Regions from separate parts of the Sus scrofa genome. Here all the other regions are linked to region 1. A link is a contact called in public Hi-C and HiChIP or PLAC-seq data. All regions are on one chromosome and are shown on one strand. Each heading gives the region's core, a stretch centred on a gene start, on an enhancer-like site or on the middle of the called end of the contact. The rest is flanking DNA. Distances are from core to core; before and after follow the strand shown. Region 1 has its middle 68 kb from the start of FGF18. Region 2 has its middle 42 kb from the start of SMIM23. Region 3 overlaps FBXW11 (F-box/WD repeat-containing protein 11).

The links. Hi-C and Micro-C count contacts between places; a contact is called where the count stands out from the background. HiChIP or PLAC-seq counts read pairs in DNA pulled down with a chosen protein or histone mark.
Region 2: a contact with region 1 is called in an H3K27ac HiChIP or PLAC-seq map of alveolar macrophages. The contact joins two enhancer-like sites. A contact is called at or near these places in 2 of 2 datasets of contacts at active chromatin or transcription factors (alveolar macrophages and skeletal muscle).
Region 3: a Hi-C map of embryonic fibroblasts shows a contact between it and region 1, with 1.8 times the contacts expected there. The contact joins two enhancer-like sites. A contact is called at or near these places in 2 of 47 Hi-C or Micro-C datasets (embryonic fibroblasts and epiblast stem cells) and 1 of 2 datasets of contacts at active chromatin or transcription factors (alveolar macrophages).

Annotation. Positions count from the first base shown.
Region 1 is chr16:52,690,979-52,693,779 of Sscrofa11.1, forward strand. No RefSeq gene overlaps it. Among named protein-coding and RNA genes, the nearest start is that of FGF18, 68 kb to the right of the region's middle. Within about 2 kb of position 1,498, at least 28 of the 83 cell types and tissues checked have an H3K27ac peak or open chromatin away from gene starts, as enhancers often do. A contact at or near this core is called in alveolar macrophages and embryonic fibroblasts, where this site is marked.
Region 2 is chr16:52,369,494-52,372,244 of Sscrofa11.1, forward strand. No RefSeq gene overlaps it. Among named protein-coding and RNA genes, the nearest start is that of SMIM23, 42 kb to the right of the region's middle. Within about 2 kb of position 1,413, at least 3 of the 83 cell types and tissues checked have an H3K27ac peak or open chromatin away from gene starts, as enhancers often do. A contact at or near this core is called in alveolar macrophages, where this site is marked.
Region 3 is chr16:52,319,081-52,321,902 of Sscrofa11.1, forward strand. It overlaps FBXW11 (F-box/WD repeat-containing protein 11), which reads left to right. Exons shown (of 14, transcript XM_021077115.1): 8 at 277-395; 9 at 2,049-2,298. Among named protein-coding and RNA genes, the nearest start is that of SMIM23, 92 kb to the right of the region's middle. Within about 2 kb of position 1,316, at least 9 of the 83 cell types and tissues checked have an H3K27ac peak or open chromatin away from gene starts, as enhancers often do. A contact at or near this core is called in alveolar macrophages and embryonic fibroblasts, where this site is marked.

The DNA of each region.
Region 1 (2,801 bases), core at 248-2,747:
CAGGCAAGTCACTTTCCTTCTCTGAGCTCCAGGGTCCTCATCTAAAAAATGACAATTTTAAGGGCTGCCCTGTCCCCAATATGGTGCGACAATGAAATGAGATCATGGATTATTATTATTATTTATTTATTGTCTTCTTAGGGCTGCACCTATGGCATACGGATGTTCCCAGGCTAGGGGTCAAATCAGAGCTGTATCCACTGGCCTACACCACAGCCACAGTCACATCAGATCCAAGCCACGTCTGCAACCTACACCTCCACTCACGGCAACACCAGATCCTTAACCCACTGACGGAGGCCAGGGATCGAACCTGCGTCCTCATGGATACTAGTCAAATTCGGTTCCGCTGAGCCACGACAGGAACTCTGAGATCATGCATTTTAAAGCATAGTGTCTGGCAGAATAAAAGCATACCCTTGGTTCAGCCCCAAGCTCAACAAAGTTGAGGCTGGATGCCAAGCTCCCATCATACCTGAGGGCTCGGTGATCACCAGAGTGGCCACTCTCATTAGCACCCAAAGGTGAGCAGCCTGGGTATGGGAATGGGTGAGGGGGCTTTGGAGCCAAACTGCTGAATTTGAATCCCAGCCCCATCATGATTGTCACTGTCCCAGCCAAGCTCCAGTAGCCCCTCCTACAAATAGCAGTATGACCTAGCAGTCTGGCCTCACTTCAAGAAATTAATGAGGGAGTTCCCACTTTGGCTCAGAACTAACAAACCCAACTAGTATCAATGAGGACGTGGGTTCCATCCTTGGCCTCTCTCAGTGGGTTAAGGATCCAGCGTGGCCACGAGCTGCGGTGTAGGTCACGGACATGGCTCAGATCCTGAATTGCTGTGGCTGTGGTGTAGGCTCACAGCTCCAGCTCCAATTCGACCCCTAGCCTGGGAACTTCCACATGCTGCAGGTGTGGCCCTAAAGAGAAAAAAAAGAAAGAAATCATGAAATGATTAGTGAACACCTACAGAATGTGCAGCTCTAGAACCCATGGAAGCATAGGCTGGATTCCTATCCTCAAGGCTGTTGTGAAGAGTCAAGAAGATACTATTTGGAAAATGCCTGGCTTTTGGAGAGCACCCAGGTAAGTCTGTCCTCCGCTGATTCCAGCCTGCCTCTTCCCTCCTCTTCCTCCCTGCCTCCTTCCCTCCCTCCTTCCTTCCTCGTCTTTCCTTCTTTCCCTCCTTCCTACCAGTGAGGCACGAATCAGATGTTGGTCCTCTGAGAAGAATTACAGGGAGAATGGGGGCAGCGGATCCAAACCCCCATTCCCCAAACAGGTGCTAGGCCCTTTGGGGCAGGTGCAGACCACGGGCCTGGAAGAAAAAGACAGAGTCGGTGGCTGCAAGCAGGAGAGAAGTTTTGCAAAAACAACCCACTCAAGTTACCTCCTACGTACGAAAGCTCTGGCCCCGGGCTGCCTTGCAGCCCTGATGTTCTCTGACCCTCTGCTCCGAGAGGGACAGAATGACTCAGCGGCCCTCTCAGCATGTGGTTCCAGCCCGGGGGGCCTGGGGAAGCCCCTTTTGGGGAGGAGAAGTTGTTGGTCATACAAACAGGGACTGGCCCTGAGACTCCCCAAAGTCATGCCAGGGTCATGACCCCACAGAGAACGGGGCTAAGGGGCCCTCCCCGGCCAAGGCCTCGCTGGCCTGCCCGCCTGCCTGCCTGTGTCCCCGCCCAGCCTGGCTGAAAGCTGAGCCAGAGAGATAGAGCCCTGGCCGAGCCTGCCAGTTATGTCTTAATGTAATTTAGCTGTAATCGCAGCGTGTTTTCCTTTGCTATAATTAGTAAAATGTGGTTGTTTGCTGTGTTCCTGGAAGATGTCTGAACTGGAGCCAGCTCTGCGTAGCTTTTCTGACGAGCTCTCCCAAACGGGCCCACCAGCACCGCCCTGGGTTCCCGCCCGCCCTTAACCTGAGTCTTCCTGATTCCTAAGTTGGGGACGCTCTCTCCTGTCCCTCAAGGACACGCTGCCACCCCACCCCCACCGGCTCAGCACAGTGCTGGGCCCACAGCAGGTGCCTAGTAAAAGTGGTGGGCGATTGAGCCATCAAACCATCAACCGCAACAAAAGGGAGTAGGGAGTGAATTCCTTTTTCAGGAATTCCGCCAGATCCTCAAAGCCGTGTGGGAGTCGTCATGGGGGTGTACACAGGATAATAAACACAACCACCCACGTGTGGGACTATGTGCTTGTGACTCAAGGTCTGTGTGTGTTCACCTGACAGTCCTGGAGCCTCTGAATGTAAATGTGAGCACTCCTGGACCTTGGGGCCACCTGCAGGGGACCCATTCAGAAACTGATTTTAAAGCTCTGATGACCACGTGGGAGGTTGGGACAGGGCAAAGGAAGTGAAGCACCCAGGTCCCACTGTCCTGAAGTCCATTTCTCACATCTTCTGCCTTGGATCCTAATTACACGCAGTCCTTTTCCAGTCCTGTATTCAAGCATTCAGCCAACATTTATTGGGTCCTACCATGCATTGTCGTCTATCACTCTTGGTGGCTCTCCGGTGGGTCTCCTGTAATGTCTCACTCCCCCACTTATTCATTCAGTCCACGCACATTTGTTAAATAACAACGTGGGCTAGACTTTGGGTTTGGGATTTGGGTTGTTTGGTTTGGTTTTGCATGAAGGATCAAGAATCCCGTTTTCCACCTTTGTCAAAGTCTCTCCCAATAGGAGACATACGTAATATAAGTTTCAGAGTTTTCATTATTATTATTTGATCAGTCACTAAGTAAATGAAATGGTAAGAGGACCCACCTTGGAGTTCCCATTGTGGCTCAGCAGGT
Region 2 (2,751 bases), core at 163-2,662, 320 kb before region 1:
ATTTAATCCAACTATCTAATTTAATCAAATACCTATGTAATGAAGCCTCCCTAAAAACCCTAAAGGATGGGTATGCAGAGCTTCCAGATGGGTGAACCCTGAACTCACGGAGGTGCTGGGAGAACGGTGCTGGAGGGTGTGCAAGCACGGCGCCCTTCCCACATACACACCTTGTCCTACACTTCTCTTTCATCTGACTCCTACACTTGCTGATTACACTGATCAGTAATCATTGATCAGTAATCCTGAGTTACATCCTTTTGTAATAAACTGCTCAATGCTAGTAAATGTTTCTATGAGTTCCATCAGCCACTCTAGCCAATCAGTGGAATCTGAGGAGGGAGTTGTGGGACCCTCTGCTCTCTAGCCAGTTTATCAGAAGCACAGGTGACAATCTGGATTTGAGAATGGCACCCAAAGTGGGGCAGTTTTGTAGGACTAAGCCCTTCGCTTGTGATATCTTTGGCTCTCACCAGGTAGATAGGGCCTGAATTGAACTGAGTTAATTGCTTGGTGGTGTAGAAAAAACACACATACATATCAAAGATGTTCATAAATCACTGGGCATCCAGACAGCATGACGGGGTTCATTCACATTCACAGGCTCAGCATGGTTCCCCAAGAGTTCCAGGCTTTGCCTTTATGGTGACAAGATGGCTGAGCATCTGCATACTCACGCCCTTTCAAATTCAAACCCAATGGGAAAAAGTAGAGGGTGTTTGTTTTTTTCTCACAAAACTTTTGAGATTGACTTTGACCAGACAGGGCAGATCACGTGCCCATCTCTGAATTAGTTCCAATGGCCAAAATCATGGCCTGCTTTGATGGACCAGGAATGCACCCTGTGCTCCACATCTGAAACAAAGAGTCTCATCCAGAACTCATGGCCTGAGGAGGGGGGTGGGGACCACAAATAAATATTAGGAAATGGGAAATAGTTTCTTAAAAACTAACTAACCAAAAAGAGTTCATGTCTTCCATCCTACATGTAGAGTGGAACATTTTGCCTAGGCCTGTTAAAACTTCTGTGCGTCTTTGCCCATTTGTTTACTTTAATCAGTATGAAGTCATCTTGTTCAATAGGTTCTAATCTGTTACTATCATTATTTTGATGTTCAGATTGTCCTGGGTTTGGCCAGTGAGAGTGCCTTCAAGCTGCATTTTGTATCCTTTTGATGTGTCACCCTCTTTCCTTGACATTTCCTCATTTGCTCTGGTAAAAGATATTCCAGGCATGTCTCATACTTTTCCTGGCCCAGTCTTGGAATCAGTAATCATTGGGTCTGGGATTTGATTTTACCTTACTTTCAAGCTAATAAGAGCCTGTTACTCTTTTATGGATGCTGGCAGAGTACATGAGACTCCTGAGTCAGAGACAAAGGACTTTATTACTCATGGCACAGGAAGTAAGATGAACATCAGCATAATTGATTCAGTTTTTCTGCCCCCAAGTCCAGTTGAAGCTATGTGAAATGGCACAGATGGATACATGGCAGTGCGTTTGCATTATAGCTGAAGAACACTGAGCTTGGAGAATCCACTACTTTTTTTTTTTTTTTTTTTTTTTTTTTTGTCTTTTGTCCTTTTGAGGGCCACACCCGCAGTATATGGAGGTTCCCAGGCTACAGGTCTCATTGGAGCTGTGCTGTAGCTGCCAGCCTATGCCAGAACCACAGCAACGCCAGATCCAAGCCGTGCCTGTGACCTACACCACAGCTCACTGCAACGCCGGATCCTTAACCCACTGAGTGAAGCCAGGCATCAAACCTGCAACTTCATGGTTCTTAGTCGGGTTTGTTTCCACTGCACCATGACAGGAACTCCAAGAATCCACTGCTTTTATAGCAAGTACTAAGGAAGTCTTCTCTTAATCCTGGAGGGAGAATTACTCATTCTGCAAATTGCTTACTGCCAACACAGCTCTAAGACAGGCCTGGAAAAGAGTGGTCTGATCCTTCCGTTCTTACCACACCACATACCAATATCCAGGGATGCTGAGCCTATAGCAAATTACCTCTTCCAACAGCCATTTTGCCACAGAGTTCTGGTTCCTTTTAATGGAAAGCGGTATTTAGAAACCAAGATCTGCTTGCCAGGTGTGCTCATTGCCTTGAGCTATTTTTGCTCCTAGATGGTCCTAGAAGACAGTATTGGGACTATATGTACACACACACACACACACACACACACACACACACAAACATTTTATGCTATTTATCTATCTATATGATATCTATATTTAGTTATCATAATAGATACCTTTCATCTATTCATCTATATTTCTTTTTCCATAAATTCACATTGATATCTCCGATTCAATACCACACATTGATTCTAATTTTGTCTTTCCATTTTTATAACACTCTTGTCTAGTAATGACAAAATGAAACTATATTTACTTGTTTGCTTCCTAATCCTGCAATCTCATCAGTCATCATTATTTGCTTCCTATTGCTGCAATCTCATCACTAATTACCCACTCTTCAGTCACATGGGTGAACTCCTGATCACTTGAGCTCTAATGTGGTGTGCTGGGGTATATCTCACTTCTCCCCCAACTCTGGTCAGGCTCCAACACCCCATGATGACTCAGCAGCTACCACTGCTCATGAAGACACTCTCCTTTGTCATCCAGCCTCTGAACCCTACACCAAGCTGCCACCACTGCCACCTCCCTTTCTCACCTGTTTGTTGAGACATCCTTTTGCATGGATGCTCAAGCTTCGACATGCTGGTCTGGGCCACTCCTGC
Region 3 (2,822 bases), core at 66-2,565, 370 kb before region 1:
CAGAGTTTATATAAAACATTCTCTTTATAAGGCTGTTCAGTGTAGTGGGCGCAGTAGTTACAGGGACAAAGTAAACCAAAATGGGCCTCTCTTCTGGAAGTTATTCAGTGTTGCCTCTTCCCCCCTTTTCACTGACCTCCCATTTGATGTTTATTGCTCTTATTTACTATAACAGGGGTTTGCTTCGTTTGTGATTCGGAATATAAGGTAAGACAGAAATATATATCAGAATATGAGATATTAAACCACTGTTTGTGGTTGATCTTGTCTCAACAGATTTGGGATAAAACCAGCTTGGAATGTTTGAAAGTGTTAACAGGACACACTGGCTCTGTCCTTTGTCTCCAGTATGATGAACGTGTCATTGTGACTGGCTCTTCAGACTCTACAGTGAGGTGAGTGACTTGGCTTCACTGATCTAAACTTGGGTGCCTTCCAGGAGGAGACAGATTCACACCTTCTGAGATAAAGTAGACACATACTTTGTGTTTCAGAACTGCTTTTGGTGTAGGCGCATTTGAGCAGAGTAGGCAGGAAAGCGGAGTTTTATTACCTAGGTCCTGCTCCTGTTGCCATACAGTATAGAGATGGCAACATGCTTTCCTGTAAAAAAGAACATTACCTAGTATTAGCATTTTACTTTTAATCTTTTTTTTATTAGTATTAGTATTAGGCTGGCTTTCTCCTGGGAGATCACGCTCCAGAGGGGAGAGGAAGGCGGCAGGTGTTCTGAGTATGGTGGGCGGTAACAGACAAATGCTGAAAGAATTGGAGGCAATCGCAGAGCCCTTTGAGGGCCATAGGTAATGTGCCAGATGTTTGGTATAAGGTTCCCTTGTGGAACTCTCACATCAGTCTTTCTAAGTAGGGAAATCATATCTTCTTTTTATAGAGGTAGCATTGGGAAACTGAGACCAGAGAGGCTAAGTAATTTGCTCACATAGTTAGCTAATTTTGAACCTCGAATTTATGTCATTCAAGATTATCTTGATATTGCATAGCTTTTCCAGTAAGGGAGGCATTAGTTTTCAGCTGCCGCCCCGGGGGCCGAGCGGTGAAGGTGGTGGTGACAATGGTCTGTAGTAGGAGGGAAGCAGTGACTGCTGGTCAGGAAAAACGTTGTTGAGATCCCCTCCCAAACCACCGGGACAGGGACGTTTTTCCACAGCAGATGGCATCGGATTTGGGTGTAGTAGTGAGTTCATCAGAACACAGCAAAGCCTCAGCTGGACTGCTGGTAGCTGGAGGAAGGCATGTCATGTGGAGGGAAAGGAAATGCCTCCTCTAGGGTGTGAGTCAGAGACTTGAAGAGGGTTGTTTGAGAGGCACACCTAAGAGATTGAAATAGTCACCAGCATGCCTGGTATCCTTTCCCTGACTCAGTGCTTCCAGGCTGCTGCCGCCGCCAAAGATCAGGTCTTGGCCTTAGAAGCCTGAGTCTTTCCTCCTCTGCTCTGGACAGACGTGTTCCCTTAGGAGATGGGGCTACAAAAAGGTGATGACGTGAAAGAGATGCCCCTAAGAACCCTGCAGTTGAGGTCACTGGCTTTGTCCATAAAGCATCGGGCAGCAGATGGGTGTGGCGATTGCTGAGACATCATGACTTGTCGTCTCCCGGCGGCCGTGGATGAATAATCGACGCAAAAGCCGGTCCGAGGTCAAAAAGAACCTTAAGCTTGGAGCCCAGCCATCAAGCCTTCTTCTCTATCATCTCAAAGTCACTGCAGAGCCCACTCACCTGAATTATTTTTTGCCATCAGCACAAGCCTGTGAACAAACACGTTTTGCTGAACACCTGGCTATTAAAACCTAAACCCGGCAGAGCCAGAACAGGCCTTCCGTTTTGAAACCATCTCAACATTTCTTTGCCAATAGAGAAATTGCTTCTGGGGCTCCTTGTAAGCATGGTGTCAGGTCCCAATCACCAAGTATGTGTGACATTTACACCTCGCCAGCCTACTACTAAGAGTGGGCCCAGAGCACAGACTCAGGAATCTTTTCCTGGTTGTCTAGATAATTAAGCATTGTGCTCTGCTCTTCTCCTCCAGAGTCTGGGATGTGAACACGGGCGAAGTTCTGAACACGTTGATCCACCACAACGAGGCTGTACTGCACTTACGCTTCAGCAATGGACTGATGGTGACCTGTTCTAAGGACCGCTCCATCGCAGTGTGGGACATGGCTTCTGCCACTGATATCACTTTACGCCGTGTCCTGGTTGGCCACCGTGCTGCTGTCAACGTAGTAGACTTTGACGATAAGTACATAGTATCTGCCTCTGGTGACAGGACCATCAAAGTAAGTGTGTCTGCAGCCATAACTCTGCTTGTTCCCACCCTTTTAGAATATAGAGAAAGCAGAGGTGGCTAGGCCAACCTCGCATCTGGCAATACCTTGATCCTCCTCCATTTGTGCTTATGAGACCTCAAGGCATGCTCATTCCTTACGCTTCTAGAGTCACAGGCAAGGTAGGAAGAAAGGGTCACGAGGCCAGGACAGAGAGCAGTCCTCTGTTTTATGAAAGGACATTGTTGATAACCTATGGGACACGTGCCCTGTGCCAGAAGCTTCCCATTCCTGCCTCGCCATCCTCCCAGCACTCTGTTGAGCCACATTTACAGATGTGCTCAGAGAATGAAGAACTGTGCTGGAGACCACAAAGCTAGTTAGTAGCAGAGTTGAAATTTGATTTGCTCACCTGATTTTGACCCTGGGCTGGATACTGGAGCTACGGTGATGGACAATACCTGTCCCTGCCTTCGAGCAGCTCAACACGTGGTGTCAGGCAGGCATGTGACAAGCAGTTGTAGTCTGGGGTGATC